Regions from separate parts of the Mus musculus genome. Here region 2 is linked to region 1. Evidence: chromatin contacts called from public HiChIP or PLAC-seq data. All regions are on one chromosome and are shown on one strand. Each heading gives the region's core, a stretch centred on a gene start, on an enhancer-like site or on the middle of the called end of the contact. The rest is flanking DNA. Distances are from core to core; before and after follow the strand shown.

Region 1 (5,247 bases), core at 1,724-4,223:
ATGTTTCGTTTGTATAAATATTAATTATTTGGGCTAATGCATCTGGACCATGTTCAAGGTCATGGAGATGCCAAATATGTATGTAGCCAAGGCCAATGAGGCTGTTGGGGAGTATGGAGCTGAGAAGTGTCTAAGCAGATACAAAATAGAGGCAGACAAGATGGCGTTACCTTAGTCACTTCAAGACAAACCACTGTTTGCACGTGAAGACCAGAGGACAACTTTATTTTCTCTTTCTAGTTTTATGTGGGTTCTGAGCCACCTTGGCAGCCCAACTCTCTTCTTCTTTTTTTCAGTTTGAAAGATACTTCAAGACAAGCCTTGTATCACTGGTCTCCACCCAGGCCAGTGATATCTTTGTAGTGTGTCACAGTCTTGGCTTTTCTTGGAATGTCCTTGAGCTGGAATCCAGTCCCACGCTGGGAGCCTTTTCTGATTGGCCTCCTTTGTTGCATAATGTGCCTCCAAGTTTGATGGCACACATCTGTGACTCTGGCACCTGGGAACTTGGAAAGGCAGGAGGAGCTGCAGTTGGAGGCCAGCCTGAAATAAATAGTAACCTTCGGACCAGTCTAAGCTTTATGATACCGTAGTGCAAAGAAACCTGGAAAGGGCTTGCAAAGCGGCTCACTGAGGAAGAGCATCTGCCGCACAAGTGACCTGACGACAGCCAATAGAAACCACTGCTGGGGCTGGCGAGATGGCTCAGTGGTTAAGAGCGCCGACTGCTCTTCTGAAGGTCCTGAGTTCAAATCCCAGCAACCACATGGTGGCTCACAACCATCCGTAACGAAATCTGATGGAGTATATGAGGACAGCTACAGTGTACTTACATATAATAAATAAATAAATCTTTAAAAAAAAAAAAAAAAAGAAACCACTGCTGATGGGGCTGGAGAGATGGCTCAACGGTTAAGAGCACTGACTGCCCTTCCAGAGGTCCTGAGTTCAATTCCCAGCAATTCCCACATGGTGGCTCACAACCATCTGGTGTGTCTGAAGACAGCGACAGTGTACTCATATACATTAAATAAATAATTTTTTTTTTTTAAAAGAAACCACTGCCAAAGGAGGAAACTGACTCCCCGGGTCTGTCCTTCAACGTCTGCATGTGCTTCCTGCTACATGCACCTATACACCTCTCTCTCTCTCTGTCTCCCCACACAATGTAAAATAAGAAATATAATTAAAAATGAAAAGGGAAGAAGTTGTTGAGTGTTGATGGTAGTGGTGGGAGATGGGCTGGGGTGTACATTTGTGGCCATCTTTATCTGGCACAGTGAGAATCAGCTGATGTCGAGCGATCGGGCTCCATCAGTGGCTCCAACTCACCCCTGTGCCCACCCCTTTCTGTGGCTTCCTGTTGCTCGTAAATTTTCTCTTCTCTGTAGTAGATGACAATGCTAAACTGGAGGGTTTAACCAGGGGCTTCAAACTCAGCTTTCCTGCTGTGTTCATAATTTGATTAATTTTTATAATTATTATTTTAGTTATGTGTCCCAAGGGAAGAAGGGTGTATTAGTTCCTCTATAGCCTTGGCAGTCCTGAAACGCACTATGTAGACCAGGCTGGCTTCAAACTCACTATATAGCCTAGGGTAACCTTGACCTGCAGGTCTTCCTGCCTCCACTTTCTGAGTCCTAAGATTGTTTCCGTTTGGTTTGGTTTATATAGTGCCAGGGACGGAACCCCGGGTTATGTATCTGCTAGACAAATACTCAAATGAACTACATCCCCAGCTCCCATTAAACTATTATCTTAATTTTAAACCATCTGGACTTCCTTCCTGACTCTTTCTCTGTGTACACTCGAGCGAGAGCACATGTGCATGACCAGTGCAGACACAGACACCAGAGGGCAGCTTCTAGAAGGCAGTCTTCTCCTTCCAGCGTGTGGGTCCTTGGAATCAAACTCACTTCAGGTGGTCAGTCAGAGTCAAGCTCCTTTCCCTGACGAGTCATTTCACGAGCTCTAGGAAACCATTTTTAACTGGAAACGCCGTGGAAACATTTATTATTCATTTATTCAGCAAATATTTATTTGTTCAGTGTTGACATGCAAAGAACAGTACCAGGCAGACTCTCTGCTTAGTTATGGGGGTACAGGCAGGGTGCTTACTTAGCACGCATGAAAGGAAGCCTTAGGTTCAATCCTCAGTAGTGTTAAAAAACAAAACAGCCGGGCGTGGTGGCGCACGCCTTTAATCCCAGCACTCGGGAGGCAGAGGCAGGCGGATTTCTGAGTTCGAGGCCAGCCTGGTCTACAAAGTGAGCTCCAGGACAGCCAGGGCTATACAGAGAAACCCTGTCTCGATAAACCCAAAACAAACAAACAAACAAACAAAAAAACAAAACAAAACCAAAAACCAACAACAACAACAACAAAACAAGATGGGGCTGGAGAGATGGCTCAGCGGTTAAGAGCACTGACTGCTCTTCCAGAGGTCCTGAGTTCAATTCCCAGAAACTTTGTCTGAAGACAGCTCCAGTGCACTCACATACATTAAATAAACAGTGGCCTAGGCATAGATGGGAGGCAGAGGTAGGCGGATTTTGTGACTTCAAGGCCAGCTTGGTCTTTATAGCTAATTCCAGGACAGCCAGGACTACAGAGTGAGACTCAAAACAAGCAAAAAGGCTTAGCAAGTCAGGCGGTGCAAAGAGCTATTGAGAGTTGTAACGCAAGATGAGGGGCAAATTCAGGAGCGTGTGCACATGAAGGTTGCTATGGTTATCTAGGATACCTGAGCGCTGTGACAGATGACTTGGAGCGCAGTGTGTAGCGCGAATGGCAAATGCAAAGGCCTGGAGCAGAACGCATGTTGTTGGAGCGACAGCAAGAAACTGCGGAGGTAGCTTAAGAGACTGGTCACTCGTGACCTTCTGGACGCCTCTGAATCCTGAGAGTACTTTATGCCACACCCAACATGGCGACCGCACCGGGTCCATCCGGGCGCAAGCGGAAGTACGTCTAGGCGTGCGCCGCAGCCACGCCCCTTACCGGGGTCTCTGTGGAGCTGTGGCCGCGCCGGCTTCGAGCATCCCTACGCTGGCAGGCTGGGGGACTGTGAGGCTGCAGCTCCGGCGGCTAGCTCCGGAGAGGTACGACCTGCACCTCCAGCCCCGGCGGCTGGAGTCCCCTCTGGGCTTCCCTCCCGACCCTGGCTTTATTCCAAGGCCCATCCTTGCCGTCTCCTACCCTCCTACCAGGCCCTCTCCTCTCCTGACCCCATCTGTTCCCAGGCGCACAATCTCGATGGCCAGAATGGACCCTTTCACGTGGCCTGCTGAGTTTCCAGGCCTTTCCCCCGTCTCCTTGTGTGTTGGCTCTGCCCTCGCAGCTATGGGACGTTGTCCCTTCTGCTTGTGTTTTCTTGTTTGTTTTACACTGTAGCCCAGTCTAGCCTGGAGTTCAGTGTGCAGCCCAGGCTGGTTTTGAACGTACAGCAATCTTTCTATTGTAGCCTTTGTAAATCTGGGGTTACAGGTGTGCATCATCACGCGGTGGTTAATGTGCAGCTAAGGGTGGAACTCAGGGCTTCGACCCCATTCCCAGCCCTGGCTTCTTCTTTTTTTCTATCAGCTTAAGTGCAGCCCACTTCTTTCTGGAGTCTACTTGTGATGCGCGGGAGTGTGATAGGGCGTCGGACTGACCCCAGAGCTTTATGATCTAGGTCAGCTGGAGAATCCCACTGCGTCTTGTTACGGGTGTGCAGTATTTTTTTCTGCAGACGACAGTATGGGGCCGTGGCGGGGGTTAGGGGAGCACCTGGTAGCTTCCCTGTTGCCTTCCTCCCTATCTTGAGTTATATTTGTTCTTTCCTAGGTACTCGCATCTGGGGGTACACCTATTTATCATATTAGCGTGTGTGTATGCGTGAGTACTGGCATGTGCATGTCATGGGTGCGTGTCGTGGCGTACATGTGGAAGTCAGAGGACCACTTTGAAGAGTTGGTTGTTGCCTTTTATCTGGTTTATATTAGTGTGTGTGTGTGTGTGTATGTGTGTATGTATAACTGTGTGTGGGTATGTGTACATGAGTACAGGTGTCTGAGGAGACCAGAGGATCATGTGCACCCGGTGTTGGAGTTACACAGGTGGTTATTCGCCTCCCCAGTGTGGGTACTGGGAATCGAACTCAGGTCCTCCGAAAGAGTAGTACTAAATTATCGCTTCTGCCTTTCCCCCCAGTTGAGACAGGATCTCTCTTGATGGTGTATACTCCAGAGTAGCTGGCTTGTGAGCTTTTGACAGATGCCCCTATCTCCTCCTCTCACTTTGCGCTAGCAGTGTTGGGATGGCAGATGTGGGTCACTGCATCCAGCATTTTATGTGGGTCCCAGGGTTTGAACTTGGGTCATCGGGTTTGCAAGGCAAGCTCTCTTGCTCACTTAGCCGTCTTGCTGATCTCTGGGCACACTTTTAAGTCCTAGGAGTTTCCTTGCATTTATCCAGTGAGACTTACAAGTGTTTTCCAGGGTATGAGGACTATGTCTGGGGTCTGTTGGAAGCTTCTCTTTCTTTGAAGAAAACTGGACTCAGAAGTGTCTCTTTGATTGACAGGAAAGAGAGTGTGTGGTCCAGCTCTAGACTAATGAGAGAGGAGTGAGGTGGTAGAAAGTTATGTCTCTAGCAAGAGGAGTTCCAGGATAGTATTGCTGTATTAGTAGCTCTCAATGACTTCTACGTCCTAGGGATTAAATAGACATGTCTGCTCGTGTGATCCTATGGAGTCCTGACTCAAAAGCTCCTCTGTTCCCTGAGTGAGCAACATAGCCAGCCAGTAAGGTTTGAGCCTCTGAGATTAGATTTTGCTATGGTGCCTAGGCTGCTGTCAACTTCACAGGTTCAAGGTGTCTTCCCGTCTCAGCCTCCTAAGTAGCCAGGACTGTAGACCCACATTGCTGTGCTTGGCTCCTGTGCGTGCTCTCGAATGTGGGAGTGCTTGTGGAGGCCCCAAATCAATGTTGGATGTCCACAAGCACTCTTTACTTTAGAAAGCATTTTTTAAAATAAAAGATGTATTTATTTATTTATTTTGTGAGTACACTGTAGCTGTCTTCAGACACACCAGAAGAAGGCATTGGATCCCATTACAGATGGTTGTGAGCCACCATGTGGTTGCTGGAAAATTGAACTCAGGACCTTTGGAAGAGCAGTCAGTGCTCTTAACCACTGAGCCATCTCTCCAGCCCTAGAAAGCATTTTTTAATTAATTATTTTTGAGACAGAATCTCATTATGTAGA
Region 2 (5,247 bases), core at 2,043-4,542, 120 kb before region 1:
CAGTGGACTGATTGATTATACAAATACGTAAAATTCAACAAGCAATGGTGGCACACGCCTTTAATCCAAGCACTCTGGAGGCAGAGGCACGTAGATCTCTTAAGTTTGAGGACAGCCTAGTCTACAAGTGAGTTCCAGGACAGCCCAGGTTACACATAGAAACCCTGTATCAAAAAAAAAAACAAAAAAAAGCAAATGAGGTAGTGATGAGCAGTCAACTGGAGTGCTCGTTGCCTGAAAAATGAAGATCTATTGTCTTTGTCAGAGTAAAAGAAACCATGGACAGAAGAAACCAGTTCCACAGTGACTAACCAAGTGAAGAGTGTCATCAAGACACCAGTGAAAACGACAAAGGACTTTGAGCTTCAGTAAAGAACTATGAAAATGTGATAACAGATTTGCACAGGCTAGCAGTGTAGCTCAATTGGTAAAGGGTCTGCTTTGTGTGCAGTGTCCTGACTGCACTTCCCAGCACTGCGGAAAACTGGCTACAGAGGTGCACACCTGTAATCCTAGCACTTGGGATGTCAGAGCAGAAGGATCTAGAGTTCAAGGTCATCTTCAGCTAAATAGCACATTTGATGTCTACATTAGACATTGTCTCAAAAAAACAAAAAAGAAAGAAGCTCGAGATGACTCATGGGTAACAAACACTGGCTGTTCTTTCAGATGACCCAGGTTTGAATCAAACCCATGTGGCAGCTCACAGCTGTCTCCAACTCAGGTTCTGGGGAGGAGAGGATCCAGTGCTGCCTTCTGGCCTTTGAGGGCACTGTGTGCACAAGTGGTACACTTAATATACATGAAGACAAAACACTTAGTACACATAGAATGAATAAATTGAGAAAAGTGATGAATCAGACTTACCTGACATTATCCAGTTGGGAAGATGGGAAGAAAAGAATAAAGAAAAGCAATGTATGAACCCTAAGGGACCTATGACCCATTATCTGGTATATTCCTATTCAGAGGGTATAAAAGGGGCCAGAGAATATTTGAATAAAGAATGGCTGAAAACTTTTCAGATTTAGGGACATGAACCAGTACTTTTTAAGTCTGAAACAAGACACATGAGAGTCAAACTGCTAAAAGCCAAGAAAAAGTAGAGAAGTGCTTTGGGTTTGTGGCGGCAGGTATTCCTTTGTTAGCGGATTCTCAATTCTAGAAATTTAACCTAGGGCCTTACACATGCTTGACAAATGTTCTCCCACAGAGCTGGTCTCAGCCCAAATAGACAGAGATCATGAAACCAGCAAGATCATTTCAGTACATACTTCTTTAAGAAAATGAGTCAGGAGTGGTGGCAAAGTGACTGTTAGGGTGACTACACCAGAATGATTGGGGGGGGGGGGGGGATGGGTGAGTTATGTGTTGTATGTGTGTAGATGCCTCTTCATTTGTCTCTCTCCATCTTTTTATAATTGAAAAATATCTTTATTTGGATGAGATCAGTGCCTCAGCATTTAAGAGCACACTGCTCTTTGTCCCATTGCTGGGATGAATCCCCAGGACCAACGTGACTTGGGCAGGAAAGGGTTTATTTGGTTTACACTTCCAGATCCATCATCAAAGGGAGTCAGGAAAAGCACCTGGAGGCAGCATCTGCTGTGACGGCCATGGAGGGGCGTTGCTTACTGGTTTGTTCCTCATGGCTTGCTTTCTTACTGAACTCAAGACCACCAGCCTAGGAATGGCAGCACCCACAATGAGCTGGGTGCTCCTGCATAGATGGATAATTAAGAAATGCCCTACAGCTGGCTCTTATACAGACAATTTCTCAGTTCAGGTCCCTTCCTCTCAGCTAAGTCTAGTTTGTGTCTCGTTGACATAAAATGACCGAGTATTCTTCCCTAGCAGCTGCGTGCTGGGTCACTCTTTACCTCCCATTACTTGAGTCTGTGGAGATCAGACTAAACTCCATGGGCACCAGGCATGCACATGGTGCACACACATATACAAGCAGAACACTCATATACTTAAGATTAAATAAGGCATTTTTTTTTTAATTATGTGTTGGGCATGGTAGATACATCTTTATACCAGCTTTAGGAGGCAGGGGCAAATGGATTTCTGTGATTTGGAAATCAGCCCAGCTTACATACAAAATTCAAGGCCAGCCAAAACTATACAATGAGACCCTGTCCCTGGTTTTTTGAGACAGGGTTTCTCTGTATAGCTCTGGCTCTACTGGAACTTGCTCGGTAGACCAGGCTGGCCTAGAGCGCAGAAATTCGCCTGTCTCTGCTTCAAGTACTGAGATTAAAGGCCTGATGAGACCCTGTCTCTTAAATGAAAAAAAAAATGTATACAGACACATGGCTTATGAAAAATCAAAGAGCAACTATGAGTAATCACTTCTCTGCCTCTACCATCTGGGTCCCAGGGACACAGGTCCTCAGGGTTGGTCACAATCGTCCCACATTCTAAGCCTTTTTTTTTTTTTTTTTTTTTTTGAGGCATGGTTTCTCATTGAGCCTAGAACTCAGCTAATTCAGCAGGACTTGTTGACCAGCAGACCCCAGGGATGGTCCTGTCTTTACCTCTCCAGTACTGGACTAACAGACATGCACAGCTACACTTGGCTTTTTTATGGGTGCTGGGAATCTCAGTTCAAGTTCTCATGCTTGTATGTGTCAAGCACTTTACCAACTAAACGATCTCCTCCAACCCTACCGTAGTTCTTAAATTTTGTTTGTTTGTTTGTTTGTGTGTTTGTTTTTCTTTTTTAAGAATTCTTTATAATGCCAGCACTCAAGAGAAAGAGGTGGTCTCTATAAATTTGAAATCAGGCTTGTCTACATAGGGAGTTCCAGACCAGCCAGTACTGCAGAGTATGTTTTTGGTTGGGAAGAGAAGGTGTGGAGAGTGGAGAGAGAAGGAAGCCCCCAAGATTACTTCCCGTTGTCTTTGGGGAGTAAAGCACGAGTAGTGACAGACTGGTGGGGTGTCAGCTGGCTGCACAGAGGATGTCCATGAGTCTTCCTGTTGAACATGAGATCAGCAGACAGAGACAGCCTCGGCTTAGGCTTCTCTTCCTGTCCTGCTTCTGGAAGCACATCCTGTGAGGCTCTTTCCTGTATAGTTCACGCTAACAACAAAAAGCAGCTGTGGCTTCTCTGTTCCATACAGCCGCAGTCCTTTCTTATATAGGCCCATTCTGGCCTTTTCTGTTTTGTTTTTGTTGTGGTGGTGGTGGTGGTGGAGGTTTTTCAGGACAGGGTTTCTTTGTATGGTCCTGGCTATCCTACAATTCAATCTGTAGACCAGGCTGGCCTTGAACTCCCAAGTGCTGGGGTTAAGGGTGTGTGCCGCCACCACCCAGCAGCTCCTTGCATCTTAAGAAGCAACATTAAGAAGTGTCTTCATGAGCCGGGCGTGGTGGTACATGCCTTTAATCCCAGCACTCAGGAGGCAGAGGCAGGCGGATTTCTGAGTTCGAGGACAGCCTGGTCTACAGAGTGAGTTCCAGGACAGCCAGAGCTATAGAGCTATACGGGAAACCCTGTCTCAAAAAACCAAAAAAAAAAAAAGAAGTGTCTTCACAGTTGCTCAGTAACTAAACTCATTGTGCTACTCCCAGCCGGCAGTAGTAATAGAGTCTAGTCTCCTGGACACACTGGGTCCCAGTTCAGGAGGCAGACACAGATGGATCTCTCTGATTTCAAGGTCAGCCTAGTCAAGTGGTGAGCTCCAGGCCAGCCTAGGCTTTGTGACACCCTGATTCAAAAGATTAATTAGTTAAACTTGGTCTCCTATTAAACAAAACTTAGAAATCATTTGTTCTTCTGTAACTTGAACTGGGTGTAGATTGTTTCCAAGCTAAAGTTCTGCTTTTCTTCATTTCAGGTCACTAGCAGATTGGACCTCAATAAGTAGCAGCCAGTGTTATATTGCATTTTACTGTTCTTGGTACATAGTTTGGTGTCTAAGTGACAAACTGCTGCAGTGTGAGTAGCTGCAGTGCACACAGTGAAAGCATTTGCTGCCTAGATTGCACTCACCTTTACATCGCAGCACATCCTGCTGGACACCCTCTCTGCTTCACTTTGTAGCTGGCCACCCACCCTTTATCTCAATAGCAAATTTGTTTTGATCCTGCCTCCCTTCCCTCTGTCTTCAAGGCCCTCAGTGTAACAGAGAAAGGTGAAGGGTGTCGGTTTGTAGTTGGGAGCAGCAATACAAAATACCAACACAGTAAGAAGTATCCTGGCAGTAGTGGGCCCTCCTTATCAGTTGAAATGCTTCTAGAAACAGTCTCGCTATTGGGGGACTGTAGGAGTGTGAGCTTGGACGTGTGCTCCTTCAACAGAGGGATTGCCTACTCCCAGACCAAGTATTCAGAGATCCAGTGTATATAGACTTGGCTCCCACTTCTTAAATCACTAGCTTTGCACAGACCAGGTTTGGTTTAGGAAGGAGCCGAGTTTCTTCTCCCTCTTGACAGCCTGCAGGAGTCCTAGAATGAAAAAATGCCACACATCATGTCAGATGGCCTTATATCTTATCTGAATTCCAAAACTACATGAGAATATTATGCCCTCAATTTGAAAGTGAGGAAACTGAGTCTCCAGGCAGTTGGGAAATTTATCCAAGGTAGTACAGTTGATAAACTTGGAGCCGAGTTCTCAGACTCCAAAACATGGGCCCTTTCCACTGTCTGAATGTCTCGGAAAGGCTCAGGCCGTCCTTACATACGGGAAATAGTAAACCTTAGTGGCCATGATCATTTATTGGCCCCACCTTCCCTGCCAACTCCAATTGCTTTTTTCTTTTCTTCTCAGTGAAGAAAAAATGACTGCTGCTCGGATTAGAAAATGTCACAAGTGTGGAACTGGCCTCATCAAGTCTGAAGGCTGCAACCGCATGTCTTGCCGCTGTGGTGCCCAGATGTGCTACCTCTGTCGAGTTTCTATCAATGGCTATGACCATTTCTGCCAGCATCCTCGCTCTCCAGGAGCCCCTTGCCAAGAATGTTCCAGGTGCTCCCTGTGGACCGACCCCACTGTGAGTAGATGCGTGTCAGTCCATTTCCATATATGAGAAAAGAGCAATACATTCCTGTAATGAAAAGTACTTTGTATTTACGTGACAGGTTCAGACTCATAGAAACATACAAACCAATAGCCACAGGGAAAACGGAGAATATCAGAAAACACTCACCTTGAAATACACTGAGTGTGGTGGACATGCCTTGTAGCCATTATCAGGAGGCTGGGGTAGGAGAATCACTAAGCAAGAGAGGGTGAC

What was found. HiChIP or PLAC-seq counts read pairs in DNA pulled down with a chosen protein or histone mark.
Region 2: an H3K27ac HiChIP or PLAC-seq map of microglia shows a contact between it and region 1, with 4 times the contacts expected there. The contact joins the enhancer-like site here to the promoter of Fbxl18 in region 1. A contact is called at or near these places in 4 of 39 promoter capture datasets (cranial neural crest, frontonasal cranial neural crest, maxillary cranial neural crest and 1 more), 3 of 484 Hi-C or Micro-C datasets (bone marrow-derived dendritic cells, bone marrow-derived macrophages and pro-B cells), 14 of 115 datasets of contacts at active chromatin or transcription factors (T-cell acute lymphoblastic leukemia, craniofacial prominence, double positive thymocytes and 9 more) and 4 of 9 other capture datasets (adipose tissue, embryonic stem cells, liver and 1 more).

The regions. Positions count from the first base shown.
Region 1 is chr5:142,892,964-142,898,210 of GRCm38.p6, reverse strand. Fbxl18 (F-box and leucine-rich repeat protein 18) reads left to right here and starts at 2,973. Exons shown (of 5, transcript NM_001033312.3): 1 at 2,973-3,101. It overlaps Gm38733 (a long non-coding RNA gene), which reads right to left and starts at 2,907. Exons shown (of 2, transcript XR_003955825.1): 1 at 2,744-2,907; 2 at 1-506.
Region 2 is chr5:143,015,381-143,020,627 of GRCm38.p6, reverse strand. It overlaps Rnf216 (ring finger protein 216), which reads left to right. Exons shown (of 17, transcript NM_080561.4): 15 at 4,782-5,004. Among named protein-coding and RNA genes, the nearest start is that of Gm43380, 21 kb to the left of the region's middle. Within about 2 kb of position 3,292, at least 13 of the 459 cell types and tissues checked have an H3K27ac peak or open chromatin away from gene starts, as enhancers often do. A contact at or near this core is called in T-cell acute lymphoblastic leukemia, double positive thymocytes and microglia, where this site is marked.